Regions from separate parts of the Mus musculus genome. Here region 1 is linked to region 2. Evidence: chromatin contacts called from public HiChIP or PLAC-seq data. All regions are on one chromosome and are shown on one strand. Each heading gives the region's core, a stretch centred on a gene start, on an enhancer-like site or on the middle of the called end of the contact. The rest is flanking DNA. Distances are from core to core; before and after follow the strand shown.

Region 1 (5,288 bases), core at 410-2,909, 390 kb after region 2:
TAGGCTTTGCGTAGAAATCTGCCGAAGCTGGATATATCTGTGTACCTGCAGCCTGGTTTCCAGACCATTAAAGCACATCTGTTACAGTGAAAAATTGGCAGCGGAAAGGTAGAAAGCAGGCCAGTGACTCACATACACATATGTACCCATGTACTTGCCCATGTACACACACACGCACTCACTACACATACATAAACACTCATACAGTTCACTCACACACACCCAGCCGTACACACACATACACACCCCTCCCACACAGAATCACTAGGATGATCAAGAATCATAGTTGTAGACGGCTGTGTCGCTCCAGTTGCTCACCGACTGTCTATAAAGCCCGACTCAACTCACAGGCTAACAAGACTGACCAATGCCCAGGCATCAAGGAGTAGATATCACAGTGGCTGGTCCCAGTTCTGTCCTGCTTCATCTGTTTACAGTAATCCCTTGCTTAATTGAAATGGCCGTTAAACCAATCAGAAAAAAAAAAGATAATAGATGTGAACCTCCTTAATACTTACAGAACTCTGAAGTCGGTGGTATGTGAAGGTGCTTCTCCATTCACAAAGAATTGTGTCTTGTGAAATCACGTCAGACTGAAGATAACAAGGTTACACTGAACACCACAGCTCAGCCCGACCTGTCTTGACATCTTTGGCATACCTGTATTAGTGCAATGTTGGGCCACCGCCTTGCAGAATGCTATATGACATAGCAATGCTCCAATGCCAGTATCTGAGACTTCTGGCAATACAGTCTGTGGCTTGAGTCCCCTGGCAGTCAGTCCCATGGCTTCTCTGTATCTTGAGGAAACTGTACCTTGTATTGCAAGCTTGGAAAAATTCAATGTTCAAAGTGTGAAGTATGCTTTCTGGCAAAATGTGCATCATGCTCTGTTGCCATGGTAAAATATAAGAGATAATCACGTGGCTTATACACAGGATGCCTTTGCACACGAGGACGCGTGCATCCTGGAAACTTCCCAGTATTTTCATCATATCGTTTCTGAACCCAAACTATGGTTTTTCCATTTAAAAGAAGAGAGGTCTATGGTCTATGGTTTTTCCATTTAAAAGAAGAGAGGATGATGGTCTGGGATTTTTCTAGGCTTGGACATTGTATTTGAGAGTTTCTTGTTCTAGGGCCAAGCATCTGACATGAAACAACATAAAGAAAGGGTTACTGGGCATCATGATATGAAGGACAGTTCATCCCAGCTGGGAAGGAATGGCAGCCAGAGCTTGAGGCAGCCGGTCACATCTCTGGGAACCAGGAAACACAAAATCAAACAGGTTGGCCAATGCATGTAAAATTCAGTTCTTCCAGCTATACCAGTAGCATCTAGGGAGCAAGTGTTTAAACGTGTGAGTCTGCAGGGGACATTTTACATACAAAGCACGAGGAAAGTAAATGAGGGGCAGACAACCCTCGGGAATCGCACACAGACAAGCCTTAGGGGTACAAAGCACAAAGGAACAAGGGCATGTTGTCCAATGAGCTTCAGTCATACATAGGGTTAATCTGTGTGTCAAATCCTGGTTTCATCCACTCACAGTTCCCAGACCTACAAACAGTTGTCCTGGCAAGAGATCTTACGGCTCTCTATGGCAACCTCCCCCAAACTACATTTGATCCAACTGCATCTGCAGTACAAAAGGAAGAGCTGTTCATTCCCAAGGAAAATCGATGGCAGGTGGATGGGGGCTAGAGGTCAGAGGCAGAGAAGTGAGCATTGCCTAATGCCACACTGAAGATCAGCGATGACCTAAAACTTAGTATTCTAGACATGTTCTTGTAATAAAATTAATCTTAGCTTAAAGGGGAAACGCAGTGGTGGGTTGAGGGGTGTTATGGTAAATTACCATGGAACTGGGAACTGAGAACTAATCAGGAATAATGAAGAAAATGAGCACAGGGCATGAATGAAGAGAGGAGAATTGACCCAAATTACATGGCTACAGAATTTGGAATATCGGGAACCCGGGGGCATGGCTGTGCCTTTTTCTGACTTTAAGAGTATCTAAATCTACGGCTGCTTGGATTTTTCTGAATGACAGGAGGCAATATCCTGCCTTGTGGGGAATCTTTGGACCCTTCAGTTAATATGCTAGGAGACTTAATATTCTGGGGATGAAAGGCTTTGGATGAACATGAGATGTTATCAAAGCTATACATATTTTAAAGCCCCAGGATTCCAATTGGGTTTGCCCTTTTCAGATGCCCACTGAATAGTTTAAATGCTTCCAACGTGACTTTGAAGTTCTATTAAGGACAACCGGAAGATCAAAAGCACAAATCCAGGGCCATGGAGACGTCATAGAGAAGGGTAGGCTCTGCCAGCCATCGTGACAAGCATTAGACAACCTTTCACACACCACTGAATTTTTGAAATAAAAAAAAATAGAGAGAGAGATCTGCACAAATCAGACCGTTCCTATGACACCAAAAATTAGCAGTTAGCATTTGTGTGCTCACCCATGACAGTCTCTCTAAATATATAAATATCATAAAGACACCTAAGATCAGTGCCAGCTATCATCAATGTCCATACTAACAGATATGTCACATCAGGAAAATAAAACAGAGATGCTCTGTTCTGTGTTTGATAATTTACACATACAATGTGTCATTTGTAGTATCCACAGTTTCCGTTGTAGATGATGCATGGTGTTAGGAACCTGAAGTGTGTGTATTAGTGAGGGTGGCTCTACAGTTTTTGGTGCCTGCTTTTGCTTCTGCGTTTTCATCTTGTTTGGGGGTGTGCCTGTAGTAATATAGAGGGTAAACACAGGCACGGAGTCTGAGGATTACGCTTGTTGCCATCTGGTCTAAGCCTCAAGTAAGGAATAGACATTTGTCTGCCTTCAACTTTTCTGAGTTATAAAGGAATGTGGATGGCATAATCGAATCCCTTCCTCCCGCTGTGCACACACAATGGTTTGCCCGGGTTACATAGCTGTGAGTGGGATTCTGGCTCCTAGAACTGCACGTTTCCATCTTCCCAAGGTGCTGACTGCAGATTCCCTGCAGCATCTGGACCCCCCCCCCCCACACCCACACCCACAGGCAGGACCAAGAAGCCCTGTCTTGCAGCCTTCCTGCCAGCACGGAACTTCCTCATGGCCTGTTCTCCCCCTTACAGTGGCTGTTTCCATCTGGCTTACTGGCCGTGTTTGTATTCACGGTGTAGATCATGTTTGGGAGTGCGATAGATATTCGCATCTCCACTCTGAGTTGCCTTTCTGTGTGTCGTGCTTGCTGATTTTAAAAGCTCTCCGCTCCTGATCTACGCTAACAAATCCTGCAGCCTGTCATTTATGTTAAACATTTATGGTGCTGCTTGCAATAGGAGGGTTTTATATATTTGAGATGATCAGATTCACTTGCTTGTTTACTGCTTGAGAATATGCCTCAAAATAGCTTACATTTTTAGAACAAATTGCTGAAGAATGACTTTGTGATTTCTGGGACTGTGGGAAGGGGAGCTAGTGTTCTTTTTCTACAATCAGTTTCTTTCTTTCTTTCTTTCTTTCTTCCTTTCTTCCTTTCTTTCTTTCTTTCTTTCTTTCTTTCTTTCTTTCTTCCTTTCTTTCTTTCTTTCTTTCTTTCTTTTTACCTTTTGGTTTTTTTTTAGAGACGGAGTTTGTCTGTATAGCCCTGGCTGTCCTGGAACTCACTCTGTAAACTAGGCTGGCCTCAAACTCTGAAATCCACCTGCCTCTGCCTCCCAAGTGCTTGGATTAAAGGCGTGTGCCCCACTGTCCCGCAACAGTCAGTTTCTTAACCCTCTGAAATTCATATTTCTGTTCTGTGGGAGTTGTGGATCTTGTTTTCTTTTTCCCAATGGGCAGTTAGTGGTCTTGGTTCCTTTTTTTTTTTTTTTTTTTTTTTGAGAAACTCTGATTTTTCTGACCTCAAATGCAGGTCTCTGTTTACTCTTTAACCAATAGCATGGGCTTTAAGCTTGTGATTTGAAAGCCTGTAGACTCATGTGCACTCATTAGTCAGAAAAAAAAAAAAGATTTGCTCGACTATTTTGATGTAGAAATATAGCACAGAGTGAGTAAAGCAGCCTCCCCTCCCTTATACAGCCTCCCTTCCTTACCCAGCCTCCCTTCCTTACCCAGCCTCCCCTCCTTACCCAGCCTCCCTTCCTTACCCAGCCTCCCCTCCTTACCCAGCTTCCCCTCCTTACCCAGCCTCCCATACCTTACCCAGCCTCCCCTCCTTACCCAGCCTCCCTTCCTTACCCAGCCTCCCCTCCCTTATCCAGCCCTTCCTCGTCATCTGTCCTTCCTTAGCCTCTTTCACACATCCTTCCCACCCATCACTCACATTGATGGTTTTCAGTTCCCACATGAGAGATAGCATGTGGCTCTCATCTCTGTTTATGGCTTCTTTTTTTTTGTCTTAATGACAATTGTGGAGAATAAGATGTGGTTCCTTAAAGAACACAATGCGGGTTATCATATTATCCAGCTAGATACTGAGCACCCAAGGGGAATGGAGGCAGAAGCCAAAGGAGTGGAAGTTTACTGTAAAATGTCCACACAATGGCTCGGACCCAGCCCAGGTGTCTGTCAGTGGAGGAGTGTGAGCTCTAATGCGTGTATGTAAGGGAATATTGTTCACCCACTAAGAAGACCAGACTCCTGTCTTCACAGCAAAATGAATCAATCGACAAACTATGTTCTTTAATAAGTCTGCTTGTCTTTGGTGGCACCTCATCTCGGTCATCAGATCTGATTCTTCAAAAGCACCCTATGCATGCAACCCTTGGCAACCGGGAACACCAGGTAAAGGGGTTCCAGGCCAACCTTGGCTAGAGAGTCTTCCGTCTATTCGTGCACTTAAAATTGATGTGATACATTTTCATTATGCTTGCTTCACTATGTGTGCTTGACTTTGTCTTAAATTTAAAATGGATTTGGAGAAAACCATTTCTGAAGCATTGTTCACCAGTTTGGTTTCCTATCTTCTGGTCACCTGAACCTTTTTTTTTTAATTAATTTTAATTTCATGATGCCCTTTGTCTTTTTGGTCTCTCCTGTACTGAACTTGCCTTTCTAAGACCATTCATCCCTGGTATAAATACTGATATTTAGGTGTTAATTAATAAACATTGCTCTTTGGCTACTTGAGTTGTTTCCAGCAGGTTGAACACAGACTGTTTCCCCCCACCCCTTCACTCTCTCACCCCTGTGTAGACAGCCACATTATACTTATAATAGAACAGTGTCTCTTCTCTTTCTATCATTGATTTAATTTTTCTGTTGTTCTGTAGTAAAACA
Region 2 (5,289 bases), core at 1,105-3,604:
TCAATGGCAACAGATGCCTGATTGGCCTTTCTGCTTCCTTCACCTTTCTCTTGAGTGAAGGCTGGCCCTGTTTCACAGAGATATTGTTGGACAATTTTTTTCACATCACACACCCAACCAACCCACAGGCTGGACACAGCATTGGCTCTGTGAGGTGAGGATGATGCTGTGTGGGTCCCAAGATGCCAGGAGATGCCATCTACAAGCTGGTACACAGGTTGCTGTGTTATTTTCCTAATTCAGCACAGCATGAACTGTGAGGCAGGAAGGAGACAGACTGGCATGGCTGTGGTCTGGATGCAGACACCTGGGGTCACAGGGGTGTAGTGCCTGTTGGTTTTTTATGACAGATCCTCCATGGTAATGAGGACCGGAAGGATGGCAGCCGCTGCTACTGAACACGAGAGGCCCTTGTGAGCACAGACTGAGGAGACAAGGGGCCACTGATGGAATATTGATTTCTGGTGTTTGTTTACAGCACTGTCTGGTTCAGGATCAGCCATCAGCAGAGTAGTAGCTTAGGGGGGCCACCACCGTGGGGGTCTCCAACCCTGCCACATTGTTGGTCTTCTCAGGTTCAGCTGAGCCCCTTCTCCATCCCTTCTGTGTGCAGGTGCCTCCTCAGCACTTGGTCCTCTTGCTTCTGCCCCAGTTGTGCATTGGTCCTTTTGCTCCTGCAGTTGATTCCTGGGGATTTCCCGATCATCTCACTTCCTGATGCCTCCCTCCCTCCCTGACCAGCAGTTAAGGTGGCTTCGTACTGTGTGAGGACAGGAGGACTCCTCTGCAGGGAGCCATGTCCAGGTCTGAGGTGTGTTTGGGGATGGTACTCTCAACCTGACTTGGGCAAAGGCTGTTTATGACAGATTCAGGAGCAGTGTCTGTGAAGGTTTGGGGGAGTGAAAAGCTTCATGCGGGGGCTTGAGGAGAAACACAGTGGGGGTCAACAGGCCTGAGGACTGGAATGCCGAATGCCTAGTCTGTGCTGTGGCTGGTCCGTCTCACAAGGTTGACGGGAGATTTCAGGGCAAGCTGCCTAGCACGATAGTTTATGTCTCAGTGAATGAGGTAGAGAACAGTCAGAGAAGACTCCCCATGCCAGCCTCAGTCTCCACACAATCAACATACGTGGACATCAACCTGCACACTCATGCACCTATACACATGTGAGCATGCGTGCGCGCATGTGCACACATGCACGCGCGTGCGAACACACACACACACACACACACACACACACACACACACACACACATGTACAACACACATACACACATGGAAATGAAAAGAAACACAGCAGGTGCCCAGCCTAGGGTCTTCCACATGCATTGTGTTCACGCAGCAGCCCATGGCTCACGGAGTGCAAGGGAGGGCAGAGGTATTCTGTCCTCCAGGCCTCCTCCTGGTAGCAGAAACAGACAGACTTTGGCCAGTCTCTACCTTTCCAGGCTGCCTTCACCTTTGTTTGTGCCAATCATAGCCCTAAGTCAGGAGCACAGATGCTGCCCGAGGCAAGGTACAATCAGACAGAAAGCAAGCAGGGTGTGGGCCTTCTGAGTCTGGGGCAGGGGAATACCTTGGAGGTATAACATTGCAAAGAGCTTCCTGACTCCTTGGGCTGGTGAGTGGGGAAAGCCAGAGGCTAGCCCACAGTGTTTCAGTGGGCTTTCCAGAGTTGGACCTGGTAAACTTCCCTCTCTTTTCTTCAGCCACTGTGTCTTGCTGAACACCCTTCCTTGCTGTTTGAAGTGTCTTCTTCCTCTTCCTTAGGGATGGACTCTGGCTGTATAACCCCCTGTCCACTCCACCCCTGTCAGCATCTGCAGTCTCACACTGTCTCATGCCTTCTCTCTAAGCTCTTTTGTCTATGTCCTTTTCCTCTCCCAACCTCTTTTGTGTGCCCTTTCCAGAGACCTCCTGGGGACTAAAAATGGAGGAGACTCTCCCTTCCACCCTCCCTCCTCACCCCATTGCTCCACCCTTAACCCCCTCCCCCAAGTACTAGGGGAGATATATATCTTAAGGTGGGCCGTGGGCAAGCAGTTCGTGCGGTGCTGTTTATTAATCCGTGGTTATGCAGGTAGGAGCATCAATGTCCCAAAGAGACATTAACGCAGCATCCACCCCTTCCATCCAAAGCAGCAGCTGGGGCCCAGAGTGGAACTGAGTTATAATACAGAGGCACAAAGCAAGACGCAGGGTGACTTCTGTGTCCACTGCTGTCTGGCTGCTCTGTGTCGGGAGCATGAGCGAAGGCGGAAGGCTACTGTTCCGACGTGCACCCTACCCTGCTGTGAAAGCTAATTGCGTTGCAGGAGTAAACGGCGACTGGCTGTTCTCACCGCTCTTATTAATAACCATTTATTAGCTGTCCACAGTAAGCAGCCAAGGTCTGAGTCAGCACATGGAGCTGAGCCTCCTATTTATCCAGCACGGTTTTCAGGGCATCGATCTGAGCCTGTTTTTTATTGTTCCTCTTGTTGAGTTTATGTAGACCAGTGTTTGTACAAATGCTATTTATACACCAGGCAGAGACAGATTGCGCTGAAGAGAATTCCGTTCCACACGTCCTCTTTGCACGTGAAGGGCATTCAGGACGCAGTGTTCCAGACCCCAGACCCATTCTTCCCTCACTATGCGTGCCTCCAGGAGACCAGCAGTGCTGGAGGCATCCTTCCAGGTTCCTGTTGATGAGCACACAGAAGGAACAGTGTTATGCTCAGCAGTCAGCACTTTTTCACTTCCGATGTCTTTAGAATAAATAAGACAGATTCAGGTGTCCAGCCATACCTGGGGTTTAGTCTTCCTCACAGAGCCTCTGGCTTTGCTTTGGGAAACAGTGCTGAGGGTCATCTTCTCCCAGTGTGTGTGTGTGTGTGTGTGTGGTGGTGTGTGTGTGGTGGGTGGTGTGTGTGTGTGTGGTGTGTAGTGTGTATGTGTGTGTGTGTGGTGTGTATGTGTATGTGTGGTGTGTGTGGTGTGTATGTGTATGTGTGGTGTGTGTGTATGTGTGTGTGTGTGTGTGCTGTGTGTGTATTTGTGTAAGTGGTGTGTGTCTGTGTGGTATGTGTGTTTGTGTGTGCGTGTGTCTGTGGTGTGATGTGTATGTGCGTGTGGTGTGTATGTGTTTGTGCATGTGGTGTGTGTGTCTGTGTGGTATGTGTGTTTGTGTGTGTGTATGGTGTGTATGTGTGTGTTATGTGTATGTGTTTTATGTGTGTGTGTGTGTATGTGTGTGTGTGCATGTGTGTGTATCAGAACACATACAACCTTGGCTGTCATCTGATTCCTCAGGGACGTTTACTTTGTTTTTTTAGATCACTGGCCTAGAACTTTCCAAGCAGTCTAGACTGTGCTTCTGTGGTATCTGAAGGTCTTTGCTGGGCCAGGCCTTCTTCCTCTGGGCACCTCACATTTATTAAGTGGCACAAACTTCATCATACTTCAGAATAGGCTGATTTTTACAGAAACGCAGATACTTTGTAATTCAGATCTGAAATTCAAGCTCACGAGGCCAATGGGCAGCACCCAGGAAATGCGGCCATGAGATGTTATGCTATCGTTGGGATTGACTCGACAGCCATCATAAGCTCCTATGTGCATGCCATTGGCTGAGGGATGCTTTTCCCTGCTACACATACCCAGCTTCCCAGAATGAGATCCACATTGGTGTCATGGACTCCCCAAGGCCCTAATGAAAAACTGCTCTGGAAGTTGCCAAGGTGACATGGTTTCCTTGGCTAAACCCCAGGAATCATCCATTCTACACATATATCACCAGTCCAGGGTTTGGAGAAAACCTTGGGACTATGCTGACTGATTGGCTGGCCCCACGACTATGTGACCTTAGGCAGGGAAGAGAGTCCTGGCTTCATCTGATACTTGCACATGTAGAAGCCGACACTACTGTCTCCTCTTGCTGCACTGGTGGCCCTGTTATCTGCAACACTGCCCTGCTTCTCTGAAGGTAGAGCAGAGAGTATCTGCTTCTGTGAGGAGAGTGACAGCTCAGGCATCGTCTGTGGTCAAGACTCTCTGGGAGGGCATGGCATAACCCTGAGCCCACCAACTCAAGTGATTGACAGACGTTAATGAGCACAGTGCTGAGTGTTTGCTGAGTCTGTGCGACTTTGGGAAGGAAGCCCTTGATATTTACCGGGGAATGCCCTCTCATTAATCCTGTGAAATGAAACCTGGCTGAGGCAGCACAGAGGGAGCCCGCTCTCAGTTCCCTTTGGACCAGTGTTTACTTCTGATCTCACATGCTCCCTGTCCACCCTGGCTGCTGTTATCAGAATTCCAGCCACAAAAGGGAAAATACTTCGTTCTGGGCAACCAAATCTCAAACATGGAGAGCATTGTTTCTGAAGCGTGGTGGCTGCTTCTCACAGTGGGGGATATTATTGTTAGAATACATTTTGTGACCATAAAAATGTCGTTTATTATTAAATAGTTTGCAAGAGTATTTTACAGCAGAGAGTTGGTTTCCACATTCGTTGGTTCATGGATTTGGTGTGTATAATGAGTTTGAAGCTGCGTGTATGGCCAGTATCCCACACGTAGCTGTGACATGTGTAAGAAAAATATATTTTCTTTCTCCTACTACTTAAAGCAGAAAGGTTAAGACCGTGACTTACAGATTAGAGATGAATGTTAGCGTGACAGGCTCTCCTTCATACTTTCCTACAGTGTTGCTGTGTTTAACTCTGTCCAATGTTTTCACATATATATTTTCTGCTTCCTGTTTCTCACATCATTTTGTGCATTGATAACTAATTAATAATACAGTCATATAAAGTATGCATGCCAGACAGATGAAGGTTCACGAGCTATCTATAGGGTCTGGGCTACATAAGCCACTGAAAGTCTGAGTTATCCCTTGGCATAAAGCAGACTGTACCTTTGAGGTCCTGCGACTGTTTTCTGGCCTTTCACTCCTTCACTGTGGGGTGGCTACTGAGACCTGCCCTTTGTATGTAACACTTGGGATTCAAATTCACCAGTGTCCTTCACCTCCAGGAGATGAGCTCTGAAGATTCCCACAATGCCAGCTACCAGGGAAGGGGTCCACTTGCCCAGTCCCCTTTCTCTGGCTGCCTATCTGGTGAATCTGTTGTTTTGGATAAATCTCATGAGTGAGTGTTCAAAAGCAAAGGAATTCCTTAGTCTTGGTGCTGATCATGTATGTGGCTTTCTGACTCTGGGAGGATCTTGTTGGAGGACCTTATGACAAGGTGGCTGCCTTATATGTTAGCTCCTAGATGCAAGGTTAGAGAAACTCAGCAAAGA

The links. HiChIP or PLAC-seq counts read pairs in DNA pulled down with a chosen protein or histone mark.
Region 1: an H3K27ac HiChIP or PLAC-seq map of VIP interneurons shows a contact between it and region 2, with 6 times the contacts expected there. The contact joins two enhancer-like sites. A contact is called at or near these places in 1 of 39 promoter capture datasets (maxillary cranial neural crest), 2 of 484 Hi-C or Micro-C datasets (cerebellum and cerebral cortex) and 3 of 115 datasets of contacts at active chromatin or transcription factors (VIP interneurons, embryonic forebrain and embryonic limb bud).

Annotation. Positions count from the first base shown.
Region 1 is chr13:70,214,767-70,220,054 of GRCm38.p6, forward strand. No RefSeq gene overlaps it. Among named protein-coding and RNA genes, the nearest start is that of 4930520P13Rik, 15 kb to the right of the region's middle. Within about 2 kb of position 1,660, at least 10 of the 459 cell types and tissues checked have an H3K27ac peak or open chromatin away from gene starts, as enhancers often do. A contact at or near this core is called in VIP interneurons, where this site is marked.
Region 2 is chr13:69,821,762-69,827,050 of GRCm38.p6, forward strand. No RefSeq gene overlaps it. Among named protein-coding and RNA genes, the nearest start is that of Med10, 15 kb to the left of the region's middle. Within about 2 kb of position 2,355, at least 24 of the 459 cell types and tissues checked have an H3K27ac peak or open chromatin away from gene starts, as enhancers often do. A contact at or near this core is called in VIP interneurons, where this site is marked.